Linked DNA regions of Mus musculus: all the other regions are linked to region 5. Evidence: chromatin contacts called from public Hi-C and promoter capture Hi-C data. All regions are on one chromosome and are shown on one strand. Each heading gives the region's core, a stretch centred on a gene start, on an enhancer-like site or on the middle of the called end of the contact. The rest is flanking DNA. Distances are from core to core; before and after follow the strand shown.

What was found. Promoter capture Hi-C pulls out the DNA fragments that hold promoters and counts their contacts. A called contact is a pair of places that touch in the nucleus more often than the background predicts. Capture Hi-C pulls out chosen DNA fragments and counts their contacts.
Region 1: a promoter capture Hi-C map of pre-B cells shows a contact between it and region 5, with 2.8 times the contacts expected there. The contact joins the promoter of Adcy7 here to the promoter of Dnaja2 in region 5.
Region 2: a promoter capture Hi-C map of adipose tissue shows a contact between it and region 5, with 5 times the contacts expected there. The contact joins the promoter of Brd7 here to the promoter of Dnaja2 in region 5. A contact is called at or near these places in 1 of 39 promoter capture datasets (pre-B cells) and 2 of 9 other capture datasets (adipose tissue and liver).
Region 3: a contact with region 5 is called in a Hi-C map of B cells, with 8 read pairs. The contact joins the promoter of Tent4b here to the promoter of Dnaja2 in region 5. A contact is called at or near these places in 4 of 39 promoter capture datasets (erythroid cells, hippocampal neurons, liver and 1 more), 2 of 484 Hi-C or Micro-C datasets (B cells and muscle stem cells), 1 of 115 datasets of contacts at active chromatin or transcription factors (astrocytes) and 1 of 9 other capture datasets (liver).
Region 4: a promoter capture Hi-C map of adipose tissue shows a contact between it and region 5, with 3 times the contacts expected there. The contact joins the promoter of Scoc here to the promoter of Dnaja2 in region 5. A contact is called at or near these places in 1 of 39 promoter capture datasets (pre-B cells), 1 of 484 Hi-C or Micro-C datasets (embryonic fibroblasts) and 1 of 9 other capture datasets (adipose tissue).

Annotation. Positions count from the first base shown.
Region 1 is chr8:88,292,730-88,297,906 of GRCm38.p6, reverse strand. It overlaps Adcy7 (adenylate cyclase 7), which reads right to left and starts at 3,703. Exons shown (of 28, transcript NM_001037724.4): 1 at 3,645-3,703; 2 at 2,773-2,880; 3 at 2,228-2,335.
Region 2 is chr8:88,360,235-88,365,250 of GRCm38.p6, reverse strand. It overlaps Brd7 (bromodomain containing 7), which reads left to right and starts at 3,079. Exons shown (of 17, transcript NM_012047.3): 1 at 3,079-3,345; 2 at 3,541-3,749. The coding sequence starts at 3,297.
Region 3 is chr8:88,196,055-88,201,136 of GRCm38.p6, reverse strand. Tent4b (terminal nucleotidyltransferase 4B) reads right to left here and starts at 1,255. Exons shown (of 12, transcript NM_001372333.1): 1 at 635-1,255. The coding sequence starts at 1,233.
Region 4 is chr8:83,439,518-83,444,331 of GRCm38.p6, reverse strand. It overlaps Scoc (short coiled-coil protein), which reads left to right and starts at 1,670. Exons shown (of 4, transcript NM_019708.4): 1 at 1,670-1,910.
Region 5 is chr8:85,554,002-85,559,421 of GRCm38.p6, reverse strand. It overlaps Dnaja2 (DnaJ heat shock protein family (Hsp40) member A2), which reads left to right and starts at 4,061. Exons shown (of 9, transcript NM_019794.5): 1 at 4,061-4,252. The coding sequence starts at 4,175.

The DNA of each region.
Region 1 (5,177 bases), core at 2,454-4,953, 2.7 Mb before region 5:
TCTCTCTCTCTCTCTCTCTCTCTCTCTCTCTCTCTCTTCCTTTTTTTCTGTTTTTTTCCACCCCCAAGACAGGGTTCCTCTGTGTTTTCTTTGTGTAGCTCTGGCTGTCCTGGAACTCACTCTGTAGACTAGGCTGACCTCAAACTCAAGAGATCCACTTGCCTCTGCCTCTTGAGTGCTGAGATTAAAGACCTGCATCTCTACCACCAGGCTGGCTAAGGCCTTCCTAACCTGATTCAAACTCAAGAGTCCTAAAGACTGGCAGATTCAAGTGTTTAGATAAACAACATTTACTACTTGATTTAAAAAAAAGTATTAAAAGAATAATCAACAGAATAACCCACAAGGGAGGAATACGTGTGCAGCTCACATCTGAGGAAGCTAATGCCCTTCATAAATGAGGCTTCAAATTAAAAGGACTAAGAGCAAGGCAAGATCACAAACAGGAAGGACAGAGAAAAGCCAACCCTAAAAGCTTTTAAACATTTGGAAAAAAATATGACATCACCTATACAAAATGCAAGTTAAAACTACCATGAGAAACTATTTTATCTGTGTGACTGGCAAAGATGAACTTACTCTATAAAGTCTGTGAAATGGGCCCTCACATTTACTCCTGGCAGGAATGTGTGTCAGTACACACAGACACCTTAGACTTAGCAAATCTACTGCTATAATTGATGGTGTACACACTCTTGCATGTGTGTGGGGGTGGGAGGGACCCATACAAGATTCCGAGTCCCATGGTTGGTGACAACAAACGCCTGAAAGTGTGTCTCCCACTCAGGGCTGATATAACACATCTTTGTGGTAGAACGCATGCAGATGCCCATGGTGTGTGTCGCTTCCGGGAAACTTCCACAGGGCCAACGTCATGCCTGGTAGATGCACACTAAACCGAAACACACACACCCAACCCTGCCCCCTGCCAAAATCTTCTCTGGTCCTAACGGCTAAGTCTCAGTTCTTAGTCTTTCTATTGCCATATTGCCTGCGCAATTAAGAACAGTTTTAATTTTTAATTGAAAAAGTGACTCCTGGCTCTATTGGATATGGCTGCATGACTGCTCCATGCCTCAGTTTCCTCTTTTGGAAATGGAGAAGAACAGTCTGACCATAAGGTTTTGAGAGGGCTCCGTGGGGTCATGCAGACAAGATGTTGAGCCAGCACCTGGCACAGACTGAGGACATCTACATGACTGTTACGACACCAACAAAAAGGACCAGAGGTATGGAAAGAAGTGATCTGAAAGAAGCCCCTCCCCCAATCCTGTCTGAAGCCCACAGCTTCAGTGGCCCGGCTCCGGGAGGACAGAACACCACCTCAAGATGCCTTTGAGGGTACCAGGCAGCAGCAGAGCTGTTATCTTGGGTCTAGTCCAGCTGGGCCCGAAAGAAGGAGCCATACAGTGACTGCGGACCAGGCTGAGGATGCTGCTACGAGCAGGAGGAGCTGACAGGTGACATCCCAAACAGTGCTGGACATTGCCCTATGCCTCTCGGGCTTGCTGACAGACAGGAAGTGTTCTGTGGCCTCTGGACATGGCAAGGAGAAAAAGTGGTCTGCCTTCCTCAGAGCCGCCAGTGTGGGAAACAGGTTGGCTTTCCAGAAGCCACTGCTAACCTTGGCACACACCTCTGTCATCCTAGCCTACAGTCCAAAGCTGCCTGGAATGGCTGAGATTCAAACTCAGGCCTGCCTCACTCCAAGGTCCAGGTTAATATATTCTCTCTCATTCTGGCTGTCTCTCTCTCTCTCTCAATTTGATTTATTACTTTATTTTTAAAATCTATTTTTTACGCGATGCATATGGGTATTTGGCCTTCATGTAGTATGCACCATATGTATGCCTCCCCTGAGGAGGCCAGGAAAGGGCACCTGATATTCTAGAACTTGACCTACAGATGGTTGTGAGATGCCAGGTGGCTGCTGGGAATTGAATCTGGGTCCTCTGGAAGAGCAGCCAGTGCCCCTTACCACCTGAGCCATCTCTCTATCTCCAACTAGTTAATGTTATTTTATGTGTGCGTTTTGCCCGAGAATATATGTATGTGTACCATGGCATGTGGTGCCTTCATAGGTCAGGTGTCAGATCTCCTAGAATGGAGTTATAGATGGTTGTGAACCACCATGTGGGTGCTGGGAACCAAATGCAGGTCCTCTGCTAGAGCCAACAAGTGTTCCTAACCACTGAGCCATCTCTCCAGACCCCAGGCTCATTCTTACCTTTGCACCTGCATTCCTTGACGCACAGGACAGAGCAAGCTAGCCACACATCCACAGGGCCTTATCACGAGGAGTGCTGAGTCGTCTCTCCTCTCCCGTTTAAAGCCCCTATAATACATATGAACAAGTCAGCATTCAACAGCTGTGGGCCTCAACCCTCCTAACACTGCGACCCTTTAATACATACAGCTCCTCATGTCATGGTGACCCCCCAACCATAAAATTATTTTTACTGCTACTTCATAACTGTAATTCTGCTGCTGCTATGAATCATAATGTAAATATTTTTAGAGGTAGAGGCTTGCCAAAAAGGTTGTGACCCACAGGTTGAGAACCTCTGACTTACAGGAGACCCGCTACTGGTTAAGGGGCCTCTCTCTGCACTGCAATAATGAACTTCCTTTAGGAAATGCTAGCTTTGGAGTCTCCCAGACCCAGCTTAGAACTCCTCCCCCAGGAAGTCTCCCCAAGCCATGGTGACACCTCCCCCTTTCTGGCAGTCAGGGGCCCCACTACCAGGGTGGAGAGACCTAACAGGGACCAACCTGACTTTGCCCTCTTGGATGGTGGGAAGAGATGAGGTCAAGGCCCTGTGGCTCTCGTGGGCTCCACAGCTGTCTCCTGGGAGCTTCCAGGTAGAGACATCTTCTTCCCTGGGGAAAGGAGGCAAGAAGATAACTCCTAGTGCCAGAGTGTGACCATGTGCCTCAGTTTCCAGGCCACACTGGGCAGAGAACAAAATTCAAAAAACAGTTCAGCTCCACCTCCCTCTGCATAGCTCCAACGGCCCAGGCATTTCCTCGCCCTCTCCTGGCCTGGTCACTCCAGGGTTCCTGAGCTGTCCTGCTTTTCCAGCAAAGGACTGATAGGTAGAAGTGAGCAGCCTGCCCCACCAGAACCCAGTAGGCCACCTAGGGAGTCCAGCAAGGCCTCTGTCCCAACAGCAAGCTTGAGGCTACTACCCACCTCAGAAGTCTCAACAGCCCACACAGCAAGCACTCGCTGTAGAAAGGCCTCCCTAGCCCAAGGTCCTGAAGGACTCTCTTCCCAGGCTTCCTGAGAGCCCTATAAGGTCAATAGGACCTGTCTGTAACGGGGGAGGGACAGGCCTGAGAGGGAAAAGCCTTCAGGGAAAGCAACCCCTGTGTCACCTAAACCACTGTCTCACCTCCAAAGTTAGACCGGCCCTGGACTCAGAGGCCCTTTCCATAGCTATGTGAAGCATGGGTACCCTCCTTTGGTCTCCCCAAACTTCAGCCTTCCAGAGCTTAGGCTGTAGACTGGACACTAGAGGTTCACACATGGAGCCTTTGTCCCAGCAGGCCCTGCTCCTTAAACCCTGGCCTCCCTTGAGGACAATTTTCCAGGGACCCTTGTACCTGGCCAGAACACCAAGAACCCCAAACCCCTCGCTTACCCCAGCCCAAAACTCTCTCGGCAACTTCTTGGGTCTTCCTGGTGGCTGTGGGTTTTGACTGATTTTGCTTCCCCAAATAAGCCCCGCCCTTTCATCATTGAGTCTGAGTGGCCTGAAAATGCTGCCCATCACCCACCTCATAGCACATCCACTTAGCCAACTCCTCCAGGAAGACCACTTGGTCCCTCCCACCTGGCTTCCCCAGGGCTGCCCTAGCCTGTTACTGCGGGGGTGTAAGGTACCTCCTCACAGGCTGAGCACTGCTCAGCATCTTGCAGGGCAGGCGTGCAGATCCTATGCCACATTGCAATAGAGCCAGCACCCAGTGGGCAGTGTAGGCAGGCCCAAGTGTGGAGGATCCCATCTGACCTCCATAAAGCCACCCTCTAAGTCTACAAGTGCTAAAAGAACGAAGGGATCCACCGCAGCCCCATCACCAGTTCCTCTCTGGACTCCTGCCTTACACCAGGGTAAGGTGCTGAAGCCACAAGAAGCAAAATAACACAGGGTTCCTGTGCAACACATGTGGGGACAGGGGACCCACGTGACCAACTACTAAATGAGGAAAGGAAATGGGAGGGTGGACAAGGTGCCGCCTGTGCTCACAATGGAAAAACAGGAGAGCCTAGAGGTTCAGAGTGCAAGTTCTGAGCTCAGACACCTGGAAGGTGCTGTGTGGCCTAGCCACATTTAGTAACCTCTCTGGGCTTCAGCCTCCAGATACAAAGAATGAACTGGTAGTGGTACCTAACTATTAGGGGCTTCATACAAAAGGCAGCATACCATCAGCAGCACCATGACCTCGAAGGGTCATGCTAGCCTACTCTAAGCATGAGGTTTGCAGCCTAAGCAACCTTGACATACAAGGACCAGAAAGCTCTTCCCAGAGGTATCCATCTTCCTGCCTGCCCACCCCTGCCCACCACCAAGCAGTTCTTCCCCCTGACTCCCCTGGCAGGGAAAGGGATGCAGCCGTGCCCCATTCTGCCCCCCAGAGCCCCTTGGTATCCCCATGCATCTCCCTGGGGCATTTGGTATTTCAAAAGAGGCTGCCTCCCATTAGTTGGGGCCCCATGAGAGCATCACCTCCAGCCTCCTTCCCAGCCAGATGGGGTCCTGGAGATAGGTGTGGGGAGCAGGGGCGGGCTGCCTGTCCCAGCCTCCTGTGATTGATAGCAGGGCCGGCCAGCCTGCCATGGAAATGAACAGACTGAAGCCCAAAGGACAAGGTGACATTCTTAGAAAATGGTGGTACCCAAGTGGGGGCTCCCCTTTTCTGAGGAGAAGGGGAGGGGGACAATGGGGGGGTACTTGTAAGGGTGGGATTGGATCTAGAGGATGTGGGCTGTGATCAGGATGTAAAGTGAATTAAATAATAAATAAATAAATAAATAAATAAATAAATAAATAAATAAATAAATAAATAAAGGAGAGGGACAGACATGTCCACTGGATGGGTCCCGTGACCACCGGATGGGTCCCGAGCCCACATTCTCCTTGCTGAGGGAGAGATACTCGTGTGGTCAGGGCTGT
Region 2 (5,016 bases), core at 1,830-4,329, 2.8 Mb before region 5:
ATTTTTCCGGGTGAAGCTGAGACCTTCCCCCCCCCCCCCCCGCTGTCAGGACACATAAAAATCCTAGCGACAGCTGGTGGTCATGTTTCCAACTATATGGGGTAGGAGTGGATAGAAGCTTGAGAAGGTGTGGTAGGGACCAATAGCACCAAATTCTTGTTTACCACTCTCCCCTTTGAGACAAGTAAACTGGTAAATCTCCTTTTTATTGACTTGAAATAATTCACATTGAGTCTGTCTTTCTTCCTTCCTTCCTTCCTTTCTTTCTTCCTTCCTTCCTTTCTCTCTCTCTCTCTCTCTCTCTCTCTCTCTCTCTCTCTCTCTCTCTTTTTCTTCTTGTTCCTTCTCCTCCTCTGCCTCCTCTTCTTCCTCTTCCTCCTCCCCCACATTTCCCTCCTCTTCCACTTCCTCCTCCTCCTCTTGGTTTATCGAGACAGGGCAACAGCCCTGACTGGCCTGGAACTCTTTGTAAGCCAAGCTGGTCTCAAACTCGCAAAGATCCTCTGCCTCTGCCTCTGCCTCTGCCTCTGCCTCTGCCTCTGCCTCTGCCTCTGCCTCTGCCTCTGCCTCTGCCTCTGCCTCTGCCTCTGCCTCTGCCTCTGCCTCTGCCTCTGCCTCTGCCTCTGCCTCTGCCTCTGCCTCTGCCTCTGCCTCTGCCTCTGCCTCTGCCTCTGCCTCTGCCTTCCCCTGCCCCTGCCTCCCAAGTACTGGATTAAACATGAGAGCCTTATGCCCAGCTCAAATTCAGTTTCCTATCACTTGCAAATGGCAGGGTCCTAAAATATCATCCTATCATCTCAACACTGGAATTCAAGGCTAAGCTACAGGTCTAGGGGTAGCTCGGCACTACCTAAAATGTGGCGGTAAAGGGACTCTGGCCAGCTCGAGTGTGGCAAGCATGGCTCTAACAGGCCCTGTCCTTCTCCCCATTCCCTCTACCTTGCTCAAAACCATTAGATTAAATATATAAAGCTAGCCACCAAGGTCTATTCCCTTGTTTGGCTAATTCCTCCTCCTGAGATTGCCTACCAAGGTCCAGCTATCAAAGTATTGAAGTCCAGCCATCAAAAGCCCCCTTTGGCTCACCTAATTAACATGCACAATCAAAATTAAACACCTCATCTTAACACACAGTTTTCTCCTTTTACCTAAGAGCACTGTCTGTCTCCTTTGTATCCAGAGGCAGTCCTTTGTCAAGGGCAAATACCCCTTACTCCTCTCCCTTGTTCCTGTCCCCTTCTCCGTGTCCTCTATCTCCTGTCTTTGTCTCTCAGTCCCTGACCTTTGTACCTCTAAAGCAAGTAAATCTTTGTGCTGAGAATTTGGCCTTGGAGTGTCTTGAGCTGACTTCGAGGTTCCCTACAGGGGTTTACACACCTAGCATACCACACACAAAGATAAACAACAAACCTTCCAGGAAAAAGCCATCCAAGAGTCCAACTTGTTGTTGGTTTTTGTTGTTGTTGTTGTTTTAATTTATGTGTGTGCGTGTGGCTGCATGGATCTATGTGCACTAAATGAACACAGGTGCCTAAAGAGCCAGGAGACACCCTGAAATTGGAATTACAGGTGCTGTGAGCTGGTGGATGGGGGTAAGTACTGGGAACCGAACCCAGGTCTTCTGGAAGAGCAGCAAGTGTTCTTAACTCCTGCATCTTCTCTCCACTCTCAAGTCCACTTCTGAGTACAGTAGAAAGGATCGGTTAGATTCTTTCTTGAGGAAAAAATGAGATTTTTATAAAATGTATAGGCCACTAGAAGGCTAAAAGTGCAGTAAAGACACTTTGCACTGTGTGTACTAACTAATGAAAAGGATTGTGACTCCAGTTCAAGCCTGGATTTGAATACTGATTCTACATCTGACCCCTATCTTATTTCTTTGGGCATCCATTTCCTCCTCTATAAAATGGGAATATGAATATTACCTGCTCTTGCTATTTTGTAAAGTTGTCTCACACACACACACACAGAGAGAGAGAGAGAGAGCGTGCACTTTATTTCCCTAGACATCTCTGCACATGCAACAGTGAGCTCTATTTTTAGATAGCATGTTACTATGTAGCCCTGGCTAGTCTGGGATTCAGTCCTCCTGCCTCAACCTGAGGGCCGGGATAGGCCAGCACAGCCATGCATGCATGCACCATCACACCCAGCACAAGCAGATCTTAACGTGGCCCATCTGGGTAAGTGCCAGTAGACAAAATTGTCAGTGAGCCACTGCCCAGAAGGGCTGGGCATCCAGAGATAAGAGAACAGGAACGGCACTGATGGGGGTGAGAAGCAGACAAAACAGCAGGCAGCCTGTGCCTCCCTGGGGAGCCAATAGCTGCAACCCCACCACCTTTTCGGAGGCAAGTTCTAGCTAATTTCTAGACCCTTAGCTTCCTTTTCTTTCCAGTTACTTTAGCATATAAATTGTTTTTTAAACCACAAAGAAAAGCATAAAAGTAAAAGAATCCACCCCTATACCGTCCTGGTCACCTGAAATAAAGTAAGCAGTACTGTTTCCAGCCTTTGAATCCAGACCACACCTTCACTTCCGGTCTCACTTTTGAACAACACTGCTGCACACTTGGTGCGTTTCATTTAGTTAACATCTTGGAGGCTTTATTCTATCATGAACAAGCCTTTGTTTTTGTTTTGTTTTGGTTTTTTTCTGTATGCATTTATTTATTTGTGCAAGAATATATATAAATGTAAACATTAGAGGACAACTTTCAGGAGTCGATTCTCTCCTTCATGTGGAACCTGGAGAGCGAACGGAGATCGTTAGGCTTGGCAGGACCCATATTCTTGGGTCTGCCCGATCCTGTACAGATGGAGTTCAATAATATTGCTAAAGACAAGAAACAAAAGCCAAGGAAAGTTAAAAGGATTCAGGAAAGCAGGGAAGAGCGTCGGGGATGGAAAAAGAAAGTCAAGACAGGCCCCGCCTCTGAGCCCGCCCCCCAGCCGCAGCCCCGCCCTCCACCACAGGCTGCAGCGCCGCCTCCGGCCGCCAGGGGCCGCCACGCGCCGCAGACCGCATCCCGTCCGCTCGGCGGCCTCTCTTTCCCGCTGGTTTGCCGGCCTCTCGCCCTCTCGCCACTGGTGTCGCGCTTCGGTCGCGTCCCGCGCGTGGTTTTTTTTTTTTCTCGTGAGGGACCTCGCGCCGCCGGGCGCGTGCCGTCCCCCTGCCTCGCGGCGCGGGCTCTCGCGGGCCCCGCTCCCGCCCTCCGCTCGCCTGGCCCGGACCGGAAGCGGCGCCGCACGGCCTGGGCCTGGCGCGGGGGGCGGGCTCTGGGGCCCGGTCGGACATGGGCAAGAAGCACAAGAAGCACAAGTCGGACCGCCACTTCTACGAGGGTGAGGAGCGGCTGGCCTGCCTGCGGAGCCGCGCCGTCCCCTGCCCGCAAGGCCCCGACCCGCGGAGATCGCCCCCGGCGGGGCGGCGTTCGACTCGGGCCTGCCGGTCCCGGCGGGGGTTCGTGGGGCGCTGGGAGGTGGGGCGCCCGCCCTCGGCCGGCCCCGGCTCAGCCCCGCGTCCTGCTCTTGTTTCAGAGTACGTGGAGAAGCCCCTGAAGCTGGTCCTCAAAGTCGGGGGGAGCGAGGTCACCGAGCTCTCCACGGGCAGCTCCGGGCACGACTCCAGCCTCTTCGAAGACAGAAGCGACCATGACAAACACAAGGACAGAAAACGGAAAAAGAGGAAGAAAGGCGAGAAGCAGGCTCCGGGGGAAGAGAAGGGGAGAAAACGGAGAAGAGTCAAGGTAAAGGGGGCTTTGTTGCTTATGGCCCCGGGCTCCAGTTCCCAGCCTCCTTAGCCTGTTCCAGTGCGACACCCAGACGTCTGGGAAGTCTGGCTTTGTGGAGGAGTGAGACAGACCAGAAGCCTGGGTCACCTGGGCGCTCAGCAAGTCTTGTCCCAAGTGTCCTCTCGAGCACCCGTGCTGTCCCCACACATCCTGTAAGCAGCCGAGTCCTGGTCTTCCGTGACTCCTTCAAAGGCTGTTTTTTTTATAATTGTCTTGGAAGGGTGAGAAGTCACTCACCGGAAAGCCTGGGAGGTTTGTCAAACGTAGCTGTTCTTCAGAAGTGAAGGCGATCTACAGGTGTCCCAAGTGTTCTCCTGAAATAAGTTATTTTAATGACAAATGGAGCTGGCGCGGCGTGATGGCACGTGCCTGTGATCTCAGCGCGCAGGAGACTGCGGCCAACCTGTGCTGCTTAATACAAAATAAGCAACCGTTTTCATTAACTAGAAAAGAGTAAGTAGCTAATGTCTTGATTTGCCAGGTAGGTTGAATAGTGCGGGTTAACTTTCTTCTCAAAGGTGAGTCCACCCATATCTGGAATTGCCCTAGAATTCTGCCCTTCCAAAATGTTAGCTGCCTGCCCTCAAGTGCTTACTAAAATGCGTTAGTACTTTTTGAAAGTCATCCTTTCTGAGGCTTAGTTTTAGAGTTTTTCTTTGCTTTATACAGTCATTGATGAGTGGCCAAGCCTTAGAGATTGTCTCTTTAAAATGTCTTAAATTATTGGGGGGGGGGGGAGGAATGTTTTAAATTTATTCTTTTTTGCCCAGAATTTTATGACCTTTAGCTTGACTATGGCAATAGTCACAGTCTTGGGTCAGGCTGGCTTATATTTTCATTTCCTAAATTACAAAAGCACACAGGCATGAGTCTTTGTTTTAACTGAGAGTTTTGAAAGTGAACATGTAAATTGTTTTACCTATGAGTTCGACAAGGCTTGTCTTGATTATATTCGTGGGTATTTGGGCATCAGGTATGCAGCTGGCCTAGAACTCAGTGTATGTCCGTCATTCTGGTTTTCCTTTTGCTGGGATTATGCATGTGGGCCACCATCGCTGGCTGAGAAGCCTAAGAAAAACTTTGAACAGGTAGATTTTGGTATGCTTTTCATATTTAAAAATCCTTGCCCTTGGGTAGACTTCTCATACAGATACAGAGTTTGAGTCAGAACAGAAATTTAAATTGAAAGATATTTTCTCTCAGAATTTTAAAATTTAGGACA
Region 3 (5,082 bases), core at 6-2,505, 2.6 Mb before region 5:
CTGCTCACGACAGACATGGCAAACACTGGCTTTTTTTTTTTTTTTCCTTAAGTAAATATAAAAGATGGGCCAAAGGATCAAGAGCAGGCAGTGTCTTTCAGGGCTGAGGAGATTTTCGTCGTGGACTGGGGGAGGGGAAGGAGCATTCTGGATGTTTCTATTCTTGGCAAGAAGAGCACCTCCTGGTCCTAACATCTAAAGACGCTAAGGCAGAAACGTTCTCAGGAAGTTAACTAGCCCGATGCTAAGGGGCTTCATCTTGGGGTGTGGTGGTGGGGAGCAAGGTGTGGAGGACAGAAAGGGATCAGAGGGCAGGCTGAATTCTAGAGCATAGAAAGATCCAGGAGAAGGACAAGCAAGAATGCATCGGGAAGGTGTGGACAGTTAGGAGAGGAGGAAGGTAGAGATGACTACGAAAAGGAGAGGATAGCTCCACTTTTTCCAAAGGAATTCCAAAGAAAGGTCCACCGAGACTGGTCAAGCTATGAAGGAATGAATGGCCACCGATGCTCTGGAGGCCCCACTGGGGCTCCCCATCCCCCACCCATCATCCCCCCCTCCCGCCTGTGGGCGTGTTCCCCGCTGTGCGGGTGTGCCGACCCTCCAAGACGCAGGCCACGACGCCAGCACTCACCCCACGACTCCCTGGTTGTAGTTCCGTCGCTTCCACGGGGTCCCGCTGTACACGCCCCCGCCGCCGTCCGCCCGTCCGCCTCCGGCCGCGCGCCCTCCGCTGGGCTGCAGCAGGCTGTAGTTGAGTCCGTAGGTGCTGGCCTTGTTGTCACGTTTCCTCTTGTTGCTGCTGCCCGAGGCCGGGTCGGTAGACTCGGAGGCGGGGAGTGCGGCCGCCGGTCGCGGGGACGAGGGAGCCGATGGGACCGGCGACGCCGAGGGGCCCGCCGATGCCCGCCGTGCCCAGGCCGCCGGCTGGTGGTGATTGTTGTTGTTGTTGGTCGTCTCCAGGGGCAGGAAGTCCCGCTGCTCCGCGGGCACGGCGAGGCCGCCCAGTGGGCGCTCCCCCGAGCGGAACATGCCGGCCGGGGCCGGGGCCGTGCCGCCGGGGCTGCCGGGGCCGCTGCCGCTCCCGCCGCTCGCGCTGCTCGCGCCGCTGCTGTGACAGTGGTGGTTGAAGTAGAGGTTCCTCAGCCCCTGGGTCGTCTCCCAGATCTGCATCCACAGACTATTGGACGGTCCGAGCTGCTCTGGCTGGAACCAGGCGATCCTCGGATCCATCAAACGGCGGCGGCCGCTGCCCCCGCCCCTCCCGGCCGCCCGCAGGGCCGCCGCCGCCGCCGCTGCCTCAGGCGCACGCCCGCCCTCGGCCGCCGCCGCCGCTGCCACCCGGGTTCCGCCACGGGCGGCGCGGTAGCGCAGGGAGCCTGGCCGGCGCCGGCGGCGTCGCTCCCGCCCTCGGGGCTCGCAGGCCCTCCCCCCTCCCTCCGCCCCTCCGCCGAGCCCCTGTCACCGGGGTTCCCGTGCAAATGGCGGCGGCGGATCCCGAGAAGGGCGAGCGGCGGCGGCGGTGGTGGCGGCGGCGGCAGCAGCAGCGGCGGCGGCGGCGGCAGCGGCGGCGGCAGCGGGACGCGCCTGCTCCGTAGCGTCCGTGCTGCTCGGCCCCGGGGCGGGGCCTCCGCCGGCTCCGCCCCTCGCTCCGCTCCGCCTGCCCCGCCGCCGCGCTCGCCCCGCCCCGTCCCTGCTGCCAGCCGTCCGCGGGTTCCCCGAGGCCGCACCGCGCGTCACAGAGGCCGCGGCAGGCTGCAGGCAGCGGGGCCGCAACCGCCTGGTCAACCGTCCCGCGCTAGCTTAGCTGGGGTCGCACGTACCTGGGCCTCCGGGCACCTCGGACGCGCGCGCCGCCGCAGGACTCTGTTGCCGCTCAAGCGCCGCCGAGGCACACGAGGCGGCTGCCGACTCCGCGGAAAGTGACTGGTTTGCGCCGCCCACCCCGCTCCGGACCGCCGGCTCCGCCCCTCGGTCCCGGCGCGGCCCCGGGGCTCCTGGCCGCGCGCCGCGCGAGCACGAGAAGGGCGGGCTTCCGCTCAAGGGCCGGGTTAGCACGCGGCTGCACGCGCATCTCGGTTCCGGAGCGGTCTCAGCGGCCTCTGGGTCGCGAGTGCTGGCACCGCTGCCCGGCTGGAGGGCCACACAGCGCGGCTGTTCCAAGGTGCACTTACGAGCTCAAAGCCCCTCAACTTTCATAACTAAGAATACTCGAAGCCTTTTAAACCTAAAATCACACTACCGTTGCGGTTAATGATCGTTTTTCATAGAATGCCCATTTGTGTAGCTTTCTTCTGGCGCGAAAAATAACCAAAAAGGGGGCAGGGGGTGGTTGTCAGTAATTAACATTATCCAGAAGACTAGAACACTTACTGTGCGCATGCTTCAAGCTCGCTGCAAATTCCAGAACCGAGTCCCTGACTGACACTTGAGTTTTGGCTCTGTGCCCAGTTCAATATCCTGGAAAGTTTGGGGTGGTGGTGATTGGTTTTGTTTATTTACTTATTTTGCAAAGGATTAAAAATCTGTTTGTCACAGAATGAATCATTGCTCTACGTTTTTTCTTAGGGGGAAAAAAAAAAAAAGAATACAATGACCACTGGCTGAGCTAATTGTAACTCTATTAGAGTGCTTGCTTAGCACACGAAATGCCCTGAGGTTGGTGCCAGACCCTCAGCAGGAAAGGAGAATCTCCGATTCATGGCCATCCATAGCTACATAACAACTTGAGACTCAAGCCCTCCTTTTCCGGACGGGGACACACACACACACACACACACACACACACACATGAAAGTGAAGACACACTATTAAATGTTTCCATTTCTTCCCCAAGTCTCTGTACAATACATGTCAAAATACAAGACATTCAGTTATTTTGCACTTTTCTGCAAATGTCATGTTATAAGTCACTGCCATTGGTATTTTTTTACATTTTTGTATATTTAATTTTTTTTCCATTACAATAGTACCTTAACAAAAGTTATTTGTTGTATGTGAGCTATTTTTTTTTCTTTCAGCAAATGTGAAGAACTACTAGAGGCTAGCAAAAATGATCAAATAAGATGATATACAAGAGCACTTTATAGGAGCTGGAGATGGCTCAACCTTTAAAGCCTCTAAGAGTACTGGCTGCTCTTCCAGGGGACCCAAGTTCAAATCCCGGCACTCACATGGCAACTCACAACTGTCCAGTTCCAGGGGATCTGACACACAACACAGACTTACATGCAAGCAAAACTCTAATGTACATAAAAATAAAAAATTGTAAAAGTACTTTATAAATTCAAATGTAAGCCGGGCATGGTAGCGCATGCCTTTAGTCCCAGCATTTGGGAGGCAGAGACAAGCAGATTTCTGAGTTCAAAGCCAGCCTGGTCTACAGAGTGATTTCCAGGACAGCCAGGGCTATACAGAGAAACCCTGTTGTCCCGTCCCCCCCCAAACAAACAAAAAAAAAAAACCCAAAAATCAAAAACAAAAATAAAATCAAATCAAATGTGGGTGAGCTACCACCCTCAGGGATATCATGCAGCAGCAAGGAATGCTGGCTGCCCAACCCTGCCCAGTCGGCCCAGTCCTGCCTGTAACTTAGCCACTCCTTCAAGCTGTCAGCAGATCCTGAGCTATCTATCCTCCACACAGAGCTAAGTTAAAGTGACCTTAGAGAAGTTAATCAACCAGGGTATTTGGCAGCTTTCCGTGAATTTACTGCCTGAATGAGGAGGCAAAGAGAGGTAAATATTCAAACTCAATCCATTCAATTAATTCAACAAATATGTCAAGAGGCAATTATATACCAGGTTCTGAGGATACAGCAAAGAACAATGTTGATAAGGTCCATGCCTTCATGGACCTTGTGTCCAGTGAGTGAAGCAAGCATATAATCCCACTCTGGTCAGTGCTAAGGGGAAAAAGCAGGCTAAAGGAATCCTATTTTTAGATGAGCTAAGCAGGGAAGGCTGCTCTGAGGTAGTGTTATTTGAGGAAGGACTTAGGTAAGAGACGAAGCCGTGATCATTTACAGAATGATTTCTTTGATGGAGTAGTAAGTCCAAAGGTCCTGAGGTAGAAATCTGATTTGTGTACAAAATAATAAAGTGATTTAATTAAATATTGAATGTGTGGCATAGACACTTAGAGTATATATTCTCAAAGATTCCTTAAAAAAATCATCTGACCCAGAGATAGCTTGTTAGGTAAAGTGCCTCCCATGTAAGCATGAAGACTTAAACACCCACATTAAAACAAAACAAAGCAAAACAAAACAAAACAAAACAAAACAAAACAAAAAAAGGAATAGTCAGGCAGTAGAGGCACACTTCTTTAATCCTAACACTCAACAGGCAGAGGCAGGTGGATCTGAGTTCAAGGCCAGCCTGGTCTACAAAGTGAGTTCCAGGACAGCCAGGACTATACAGAGAAACCCTGTCTCGAAAAAAAAAAAAAAAGAAAGAAAGAAAGAAAGAAAGAAAGAAAGAAAGAAAGAAAGAAAAAAGAAAGAAAAAAGAAAGAAAAGAAAGGAAAAGAAAAGAAAAGAAAAAACCTGTATAAGGCACAGCAAGGTCAACCTAGGCTTCTTGGCACCAGGCCCTGGTCAGAGGCTCTGTCTCTTTTTCTTTTCTTTTCTTTTTTTTTTTTTTTTTTTTTTTTTTTTTGGTTTTTCGAGACAGGGTTTCTCTGTCTAGCTCTGGCTGTCCTGGAACTCACTTTGTAGACCAGGCTGGCCTCGAACTCAGAAATCCTCCTGCCTCTGCCTCCCGAGTGCTGGGATTAAAGGCATGTGCCGCCACCACCTGGCCCATAATAATTGTCATTATGACTAAATCTATGGCGGTATATGATTAAATTACTCCTCTCTGGCTGACAGGGACTGTGAATGAGATGAGCAGTGTGAGTAGACCTCACCCAGTCTCACCAGCCATCGACTGAGTGCCTGAATAGGAAAAAAATAATAAGCTAAGGGAAAAGAGAGTCCCTCTCTGTGCCTAGTTGCTCCTGCTGGAACATCAGACTTATGCCCTCAACTGGGACCTGAGGCCTTTAGCCCTCCAGTTCATAGTGATGCACCATTGGCTTTCC
Region 4 (4,814 bases), core at 421-2,920, 2.1 Mb after region 5:
GGCTGGAGAGGTGATCAAGAACTGTTCCTATGTAGAGAACACAAGTTTGGGTCATAGCACCAATGCTGCATGGCTCACAAAAGTTTGTAACTCCAGCTCCAGAGAATCAGATAACACCCTGTTTGGGTTCAGAGGGCTCATCACTCATGTGCACACTGGCACACATGCACACACACATATACATACATATACACATACATATAATTAAAAAAAAAAGAAGGGGTTGGAGAGATAGTTCAGCAGTTAAGAGCACTGGCAGCTTTTCCAGAGGATCCAGGTTCAATTTCCAGCGCCTACATACATGGCAGCTCACAATGTCTGTAACTCCAGTTCCAGGAGATCCAACACTCTTTTCTGGCGTCCTCAGGCACCAGGTACCCAAGTGTTTCAGAGAAATAAATGCAAGTAAAATATACATACAATAAAAAATTAAAACCAAAAACAAATTTTCAGGCCCATTTCTATGACTGGCCCATGTGCATTTGAAAAGAAAGTGTGTTCTTCACTATCTTGGAAAATCCCATCCTTCTTTGAATGTTGCCCATATTCATTCTATTTTGTTGGCACTCCTCTTAGCGTTACCTGGGGTTTCCCTCTCTTCCCATATTCTCCTTCCTTCAAATCCTGAATTGTAGTCCAAGCCTAATACTTTCGTCTCAAACACTAAATGGTAGGTACTTTATTTATAAAGGATTACGGTCACGTGTTAGCAAATCCTGCTTGATTGGTTTAAGATACCCGGGAGTTGTAGAAATGGCTCAGAAGTTAACAGTACTTATTGCTCTTTCACGGGAAGCTGAGTTGAGTTCTCATCATCCTCACCAAATGGTTCACAGCCACCTGTAACCCCAATCCCAGGGGTCTGATTCCCTCTTCTGGCATCTGCAGGCACCTTGCACAGGCACAAGCAAGTACATACACACCGCTACATATTCATGCAATTAAAAATAGAACCTTATATAAGAAAGAAAAGCCAAGAAGAAAGTATTTGTAAGCTGGCCTCTACAGCTCAGAGGTTTTGATAAAGTCAAAGCAAGAATGCTTTGCAGGTAAGAATATACTGTGGTCACTGACCGCTAACAGCAAGATACTTGTTTCAAAGGTTAGGTTATAATGAAGTGTCACGAAAATCACCTAGCAACCCAAAGTCTGGCATTGTACATGTACACTTGAATAAGAAACACAATTTTAATTAAGCCTTGGGTTTTCTGAGACTGAGATCAGGAGACTGCTGATCTAAGGAATCATGACGTGGTCGGGTGAACGGAAGTTTAAAAATTGTCCTGAATATGGGGTACGAAGAGAAACATCCATTAATGGTATATGCTTTGTGCGTTATCTAATTTTAGAAGTGGGGAAAAAGGAAACCGTGCTTTTAGAATCGAGGGGGGAGGGCGCTGCACTGTTCTGCTCACTCTGTTCTTGAATGTGAACGAAATATCTCTCTCCTAGAGTCTGGTCACGGCAATTTCCAGAAATTCTGTCTCTGTTTCCCTCCCTCTCTCCCCGTCTCTCTTTTTTTAACCTAGAGTGACTTTCCACCCCACTTTCCAGGTTCCTGGCGAGACAAAAGATGCTCAGCGAGGACCGCTTTCTTAGGCGCATCTTCTCTTCTGCGCCGTGATTGGTCGCTGCTTTTTTAGGACACGCCCAAAAATCCTGATTGGTCGTCAATGCCCTTTTGTTAGGGCAAAGGTGGACCCCGGTGCTCTGCCACAGGCCTGTCGAGGCGTCCAGCAGCCAGTGCGCAGGCGTGCAATTTCCAGTTAGGATTGGTGGGAGGACGCCTCCTCGCTCGGCGCACGCTCCGTGGGCGGGAAGGGCGGGGCTGACGCTGTCAGTTGGTCGGAGAGCCGCGCGGCCTGAGGCTTCCTACCCATCCCGCCTCTTCCCGGCGCTTCAGACGCAAGGTGAGGCGGCTCGGGGCGGCGAGGGCTGGGCCTGGGAGACCGCCGAGGCCCTGTGGGGCGGGGCGGGATGGAACGGGAACCCGGGCGGCGGCCTGGGTGCTGGATTGCGGCGCCGCGAGGCCCGACATCCCGCCGAGCGCTGCGCAGCCACCTTCCCGGCCCCACGCCGCGGGCTCAGTGGGAAGAGCCCGGCGGTGCGGGACCGGGACGCCGTGGGGGTGCGATGGGACCGGGTAGTAGGAGAAGACGCTCTGCTGCCCGAGCTACCTTCCAGTTCGCCGCAATTCTTCTGCTTCAGCCTCTCGAGTGCTAGGATTGCTTTGCAGGCGTGGTGGCCCGTGCATGTCTGGGGTGGGACGTCTTTGCTAGAACCTGGGTTTGTTTCTTTGTCAGCTTTTCTCAGGCGTCCTGCGGAACAAATATTGAGGAGTAAGGTTTGGGAAGGAGAAATCATAGTTTCCCGAAAAGCCAAGGTTTCTGTTACACCACCAGAGACAGACGTCGCAATAGCCAGAAGGACAGAGGTCCCCAAACCGTTATCCGTTTCTGCGACTCAAAGCTGTGCGTAGGAATCCTAGTGTCTGTATGCTCCAATGATTAAACTGGATGCAGCTAGCTCCCCGGGGATCTAACTTAAGTTTGATCCTTATTGACGATGTAGTTCCTCGATTTCCATCGATTTTGAAAGCCCTAAAATGTCAAAGCAGAACATGAACAGATTAGAAACATCACACTGGAGTGGATGCAGATGAAATTTTATATTTGTTTTGTTTGTGGAAACGCCAAAGGAGTTGAGTTTTTCAAACTCAGTTTAGGACCTTAATAATATCTTGGCTATGAAACATGAGGCAAGGCCTCTAGCCTTTATAAGGCTTAGTATCCACATCTGTGAATTGCATTTTCTTTCTGTTGTGATAAAACTATATATGTAAAGTGTTCAGTGCATTCCTGTAGTGCATTGGACTTTTAAATTTAAAAAACTATTGCTGGTGAGTGGATGATGGATGGAAAACATTAATTGCAGGTTCAAGAGAAGTCTGGTGGTTGAGTTTGAAAGGATATTAGGGAAATGTCAAACTCATATCTGAGATGTTAAGGCCAGCCGAGGTGGAATGATGGGAAAAGCAGAGTGGACATTGACTATATCCTTGATTCTGGATGGACTACTGTGATGTGAATTAAGCCACTCTCAGATTAGGCCAGGAGTTCTAATATGAGGCCTTTGGCCACATGATTTTTCTAAAGTTTCTTCTGTGGTCAAAACAAGAGAGTAGAGATGAGAAGGTCTGTTAACATCTGTTGAATACTTACTAAGTACACAAACACATAGCTGGATGTATTAAATTCCCAGAACAAACCCATAAGATGCAGTTATTAGGCCCATTTTATGGATGAGGATGCTGAGGCTGAGATTTTTTTAATTATATATTTTCTTTTTTTATATTTCAAATGTTATCCCCTTTCCTAGTTTTCCCTCCGAAGATCTCCTCCCCCATCGCTCCCTAACCCACCTACTCCCATTCCTGGTCCTGGCATTCCCCTATACTGGGTCATAGAAACTTCACAGGACCAAGGGCCTCTCCTCCCATTGATGGCCGACTAGGCCATCCTTTGCTACGTATATAGCTAGAGCCACAAGTTCTACCCATGTGTTTTCTTTGGTGGTTTAGTTCCAAGGAACTTTGGGGTTACTGGTTAGTTCATATTGATGTTCCTCCTATGGGGCTTCAGTCTCCTTCAGTTCTCTGGGTATTTCTCTGGCTCCTTCATTGGGAACCTTGTGCTCAGTCCAAAGCATGACTATGAGCATCCACTTCTGTATTTGCCAGGCACTGGCAGAGCCTCACAGGAGACAGCCATATCAGGCTTCTGTCAGCAGGTTCTTGTTGGCAACTGCCTAGTGTCTGGGTTTGGTGATTGTTTATAGGATGGATCCCATAAACATGGGATGGGGCAGTCTCTGGATGGTCGTTCCTTCAGGTTCTGCTCTGAACTTTGTCTCTGTAACTCCTTCCTTGGGTATTTGGTTCCCCATTCTAAAAAGGAATGAAGTACCCACACTATGGTCTTCCTTCTTTGTGAGTTTCATGTGTTTTGCAAATTGTATCTTGGGTATTCTAAGTTTCTGGGCTAATATCCATTTATCAGTGTGTGAGATTAGATTACCTCACTCAGGATGATATCCTCCAGATCCATCCATTTACCTAAGAATTTCATAAATTCATTGTTTTTAATAACTGAGTAGTACTCCGTTGTGTAAATGTACCACATTTTCTGTATCCATTCTTCTGTTGAGGGACATCTGGGTTCTTTCCAGCTTCTGGCTATTATAAATAAGGCTGCTATGATCATAGTGGAGCATGTGTCCTTATTACCAGTTGGAACATCTTTTGGATATATGCCCAGGAGAGATATTGCTGGATCTTCCAGTAGTACTATGTCCAATTTTCTGAGGAACCACCAAACTGATTTCCAGAGTGGTTGTACCAGCTTGCAATCCCACCAGAAATGGAGGAGTGTTCCTCTTTCTTCACATCCTTGCCAGCATCTGCTATCACCTGAATTTTTGATCCTATCCATTCTGACTGGAGTGAAGTGGAATATCAGGGTTGTTTTGATTTGCATTTCCCTGATGATTAAGGATGTTGAACATTTTTTTCAGGTGCTTCTCAGCCATTCGGCATTCCTCAATTGAGAATTCTTTGTTTAGCTCTGTACCCCATTTTTAATAGGGCTATTTGATTTTTCAAGAGTCCAGCTTCTTGAGATCTTTGTATATATTGGATATTAGTCCCCTATCGGATTTAGGATTGGTAAAGATCCTTTCCCAATCAGTTTGGTGGTTCCTCAGAAAATTGGACATAGTACTACTGGAAGATCCAGCAATATCTCTCCTGGGCATAT
Region 5 (5,420 bases), core at 2,812-5,311:
CGCTTGCCTTAAAGCCTGGCAGCCTAAGTTCAAACTCAAGGACCACATGGTGGGAGAAAACCTACTCCTATAAAGTGTCCTCAGCAGTCCATACATGGGCCATGGCATGCATGCAAATATAAACACACCACACAGAGAGACAGACAGACAGACAGACAGACAGACAGACAGAGGCAGATTCTCTGTATAGGCAGTTCTGGAACTTCCTCTGTAGATGAGGCAAGATCATCGCTCTTCAATGCAGAGATCTAGTTTCCCGTGCCTCTCAAATGCTGGGATTAAATGTAGATACCACCAACCCCCGGACGGAGATCTCCGCTTTTTGACTATGCATCCAATGTGATCAACTCAAGCTCCTGCTGCATTAACTTCTTTGTCACAATGAACTGTAGCCTCAAATTATGAACCAAAACAGACCCTGTCTCCCTTATGGTGCTTTTTTGGCCCTTTTTTAATCACAGAAACAAGAGAAATAGTTAACACAATTTATTTGTTTGGTGGTAGTGGGTTGGGTTGTTTTGTTGTTTGAGACAGGCTCTCCCTCTGTAGTTGAAGCTAATAGCAACCCTCCTACCTACCACCTCATTGGTGGGATTAAAGGCCTGAGCCACAACATGGCTAGATTAGTAAATTAAGTGAGTATTTATTTCTGCCTCGTCCTCATTTCCACCTGAAGTTCAAAATATACCCCGAATATAACCATTCTTCACCAATGCTACTATTACTCCATCAGTCCGAATAATTTCTAACCTGAATCTTTTCATTGTTTGGAGTTTTCTTTAAAAAGAGTTTATGGGCTGGAGAGATGGCTCAGAAGTTAAGAGTACTGACTGCTCTTCCAGAGGTCCTGAGTTCAATTCCCAGCAACAACACGGTGGATCACAACCATCTTTAATGGGATCCAATGCCCTCTTCTGCTGTGACTGAAGACAGAGACAGTGTACTCACATACATTAAATAAATAAATTTTAAAAAACAAAAAAGACAGAAAAAAAAAACCCAAAGAAACAAAATAGGGTGTCGTGGATGGAGGAAAGTCCTTAAGGCCTCAACCCTACACAAAGAACTACAGGCAAGTGAGGAATGCTGAGAATGGGAGAAACAGTCTCCCTTAGGGAAGAGAAAAGCAACTTGTTATCCAATACCAAACGGTTAACCTTGAAAAAATATTTTTTAAAGTTAAGAAAGAAAGAAAGAAAGAAAGAAAGAGAGAGAGAGAGAGAGAGAGAGAATAAATCAAGTGCTAGTTAAAGGCAGAAAGCAAAACTACTTTCTGAGTAGCCTGAATGACACATAAAGGATTGTCTGAAATAATCAGCTGCTCATTTCTCCATTTAATTACCTGTGAATAGGAATGGCCTACAGAATATAATAATGTATTTCATACACTCCTTCCCTAGTCCCTATCAATCTCCTTTATCCCAACCCAATAGCTCTCAATCAGACATACTGAATCAAAAATGAAGAAACTGAACAACAGTATAAGCTTGGAAGAAATCTGAAACCACTTTATCCTCAAACTAAATTGTTTGCCTAATGAGAACAGACCTCAGATGCACTGTGACTCAGCATTTTATGATCCTTCGATATGAAATGAGATGCAGATGTTTCCTCCATCCTGGCATTAGCTACATAACAGAGCTAAAACAAATGAAGTATCTCAAAAACTCAGAAAATGTCCGAGGTGCCACAATGCTCACACAGACACAGGCTTAACTCAGGCTCATGATGTCAGGAATGACAACATGTGTCAGATGACGCACAGAGCTATTCTGAAATAACTTGTGGCCCTACAAAATTAGCTAAGTGCTGACTACAATTACAATTCAGAAATGAACAAAATATTATAAATAAATAAATACAAAAATAGTTTAAAGGCAAGTAATAAGTAAAATAACAGGGCTGAGGGAATTTCCAGGATATCACAAGCTAAAACTTAATCAAGTGGAGATTTTTTTCCCCCTTACAAGAAAACAAAAAGAAAAAAAAAAAAACTAAACTGAAAGTGAGACCAACAGGGGAATCCTGCTCTTTTCAACAGTTCATGGACAGAAACAAGATACAAAAAGTAACTACACAGGGTACTTCCTTTCCTGTGCAGCAGAAACTGACTGAAAAGGGGATAGAGAAATGGAACTAATTATCAAACATGTAAGACCATGCGAAGCTACTGAGGAGCATTAATCCCAGAAGAGAGGAACTGAGGACGTTCAGGGAAGCCAGCTATCCAATGAATAAAGGTAGTATAAAAAGCCTGTAGGTAAGTAGGCCAACAATAAAGCTAACACACCATTGCTTTTACTCCTATTCTGTCTCCACATCCCAGGCACTGGGATTACAGGTGTGAGCTGCCACAATGCATTTCTGCAGTTATGGGGATTGAATCAGGGCCTCAAAAAGCCAATTCATTCATTGATTTATTACAAAGCCAAAGAGCAGCCTAAATAAAAAATTAGAGTAGTTGAATCAAAGTTCCCCCTTTGTTTTTTTCTATCTTTTCTTCTCTTTTTTCTAGAGGCTGAACCCAGGGCCTTAGTGTATTCTACTCAAGCATTCTACCAGCTAAGCCTCATCCCCAGACCATAAATACCATTAAAAATAAATAGCATCTTGCACTGAGGAAGTAACCTCAGAAAATACATTGCAGAGCCAAGCTTACTGTTAAAAGAAGGCAGAGCCAAGCTCCCAGCTTATACAATCTAATTTCAGGACTTACACTCTTGAATGATTAGGGGTCTTTGTAAAATTCAAAGTCAGAAGAAGGATGATCTGACTTCAACATCTGCCCCAGGGTTATTTTGGCTGATCTGGGTGTGTGGGTGAGTGTTCCCTCTTCTTCTTTGTATGTCCCTTCCTGAAACTGGGTATTTGATCAAGAAGAGAGGCTAATCTTTGGCAAAAGGGTATAAAATAGCTGTGGTCCCCTGCTAGAAACCTCCAAATAAGTCCTGGAAACCAGATAGATAAGCTATATTCTATTAAAGAATTTTGACTCACATGTGAGAACAGCATTCATGTCATAAATCATACTTATCAGGAAAACGAACATCAAATAAGACAGGAAGGTTCACCAGGTTATGAATTAAGGAAAACACTACAGGTTAAGGGGCATTTTGAATAGCAGAAGGAGCATCTAACTTCTCATGAGACTCTTCTGAGCGTTCAGGTTAAATTTCAGAAGTCTTAGCACGGCAGTGAAGGACCTCCAAAACTCGGTCAAGAAGAATAACAAGAAAGGTGTATCACCTCCACTGACAGACTTATGGCCAATGAGCAATTGTTTCCCAGTTCAGGTTTTCAACTGACCAGAAGTGTTTTACTATCGGAAAACCAGTTGGAAGGCAAGCTATACATTCTGGAATGTGGTAAAGCACAGAAATCTTTCAAGCTAAAGCAAAACGAAACTCGACTGACAGCCACCAAGTGCCGGCACGCTGCCATACTGTCTTATGCCAACCAAACCTTTGGCGTTAGCTAATTTTAAAGCTGTCAAGTGAGACACTTGAACACATGATCCCGGTGGAACAGGGTGACTTTGGTTTATCTGGATGCCCCGAAACCAACTGGGAATGTGTAAAAAAGATTTGTCCTTTCCTCCGATGTGACAGGATGGCTATGCCTTTAAAACCTCGTCTGCTAGGTATAAATCTGAGTATTTATGAATGAAATTGTTTCCCCTACGCAGAGGTGCTGAGGGGGAAGTTAAGGAGATGAAATGAGTTAGTGAAGGTGTTGATGAAATCACATCACGGGCGTAACTCGCTATTTGGGAACCTCACACACTCACACCCACGTGCTGTTTTTCACCGTGGCCCCGGGGGGACCACCCCGTGAGGATTCCACGCCGGCTTCTTTCCCTCAGGCCTCAGCCGCACCGAGAGTTCTTTATGAACGCCGCACACCGCTCCCCTCCACTCCGCGGTCGCTCGCGCGTCACGGAGCGGCGACAGGAAAGGGCCCCACCAGCCGCTCTCGGGCGCCCACCGCCCAACCCCGCCCCGCCCGGCCCCGGAGGCGGGGCCTTGTGGCGACGTCATGGCGCTGCGCCGGGTCAAAGTTCAGCCCCGCCTGCCTCCCCGCGCCGTCTCCTCGGCCTGCGCCGCCGCCGCTCGTGGTCCGGGTCGCGCTCCTTCCGCTCCGCCGCCTGCTTGCGAGTGCTGCCCGGCAGGCCGCCATGGCGAACGTGGCCGACACGAAGCTGTACGACATCCTGGGCGTCCCTCCCGGCGCTAGCGAGAACGAGCTGAAGAAGGTACTGGAGCGAGCCGGCCGGCGGGCGGGGCGAGGGCGCGGGGCCTGCGCGGTCTGGGCGGCCTGAGCCGGGCTGAGGCGCGGCGGCGGCGGGGGCGCAGTCGGCTCGGCTGACCTTGGGCCTCCGCCCGCCCGGCCCTGCGCAGACGCGGCCCGCCAGCTCGGCGCCCGGGGCCACCCGGAAAAACAGGTCGGACCGCGGTGCTCGCGCCGCCGGGCCGGGGAGGAGCTGACCGCCGGCGCCGGTGTGGGGCTGAGGGCCGCAGCCCCCGGCGCTGAGCAGGCTCCTCCCTCAGCCTCGCTCGCCCGGCAGCTGGAGCGGCGTGGGTCTGTTTGGAAGCATTGTTCTGTGGGCTGGAGATCTAAATACCCCGTGGCCGCTTCGGGGATGAGTCGTGTGCCCCAGCCAAACACCTGAGCGTGCACTCCCTAAAAATAAGACACGTCTTATTGTTGTCCTTTGTAGTAGTTCCAAATCATCTCGGGACTTGGGGTATTAATAAAGTCAGCATCTTCTCTGGCTGTCGGGATCCAATCCGCATTTGTAAACTGAGAAAAATAAGAATGTCCCGTAAGTACTGGGACTGGTAAAGTCCAAAGAAAAAGACTTCCTGTTACCCTACCGGAAATGGTAGGCTGTGTTATATAATTCATGAGTCTGTGTGAGGACTTACATGGTGCTTAACCACATCGCTTAATTGAAAGTATGTAGTTTCACCACCACCTAAGACCCCAGTTAGCCGACCGTGTGCGAGTAAAACATCACTTAGGACCTCCTGGGTGTCCTGTTAGAGGGCAGGCAGAGGAGCCAGCCAGCATGGGGAGAGATACTTGGTAGAAGTATCCTATGCTTAATTTGTAGTAGTGCTTGAGTTTCTGTAAAACGTAGTCACTCAATCTAAAATTTGTTTGGTTATTGTGGTCTCCTTGGTCTGGCTACTGGCCATCAAAGACATTTGATAATAGTTTGTAAAAAAAGAAAGAAAAAATGTTTCAGTATCTTCTTTGTTGTTTTATTTGTATTTTTCTTCAGTAACTTTGGGTATATTATTAGTAAATACTATTGAAGTGGAAAACGTTAAATAATAAGTGACATTTTTTGGAAGGCTGTAACTTTAGAACATTGCTTCTCAGAAAAGTGAATATCTTAAATTGTTTGCTGTGTATAA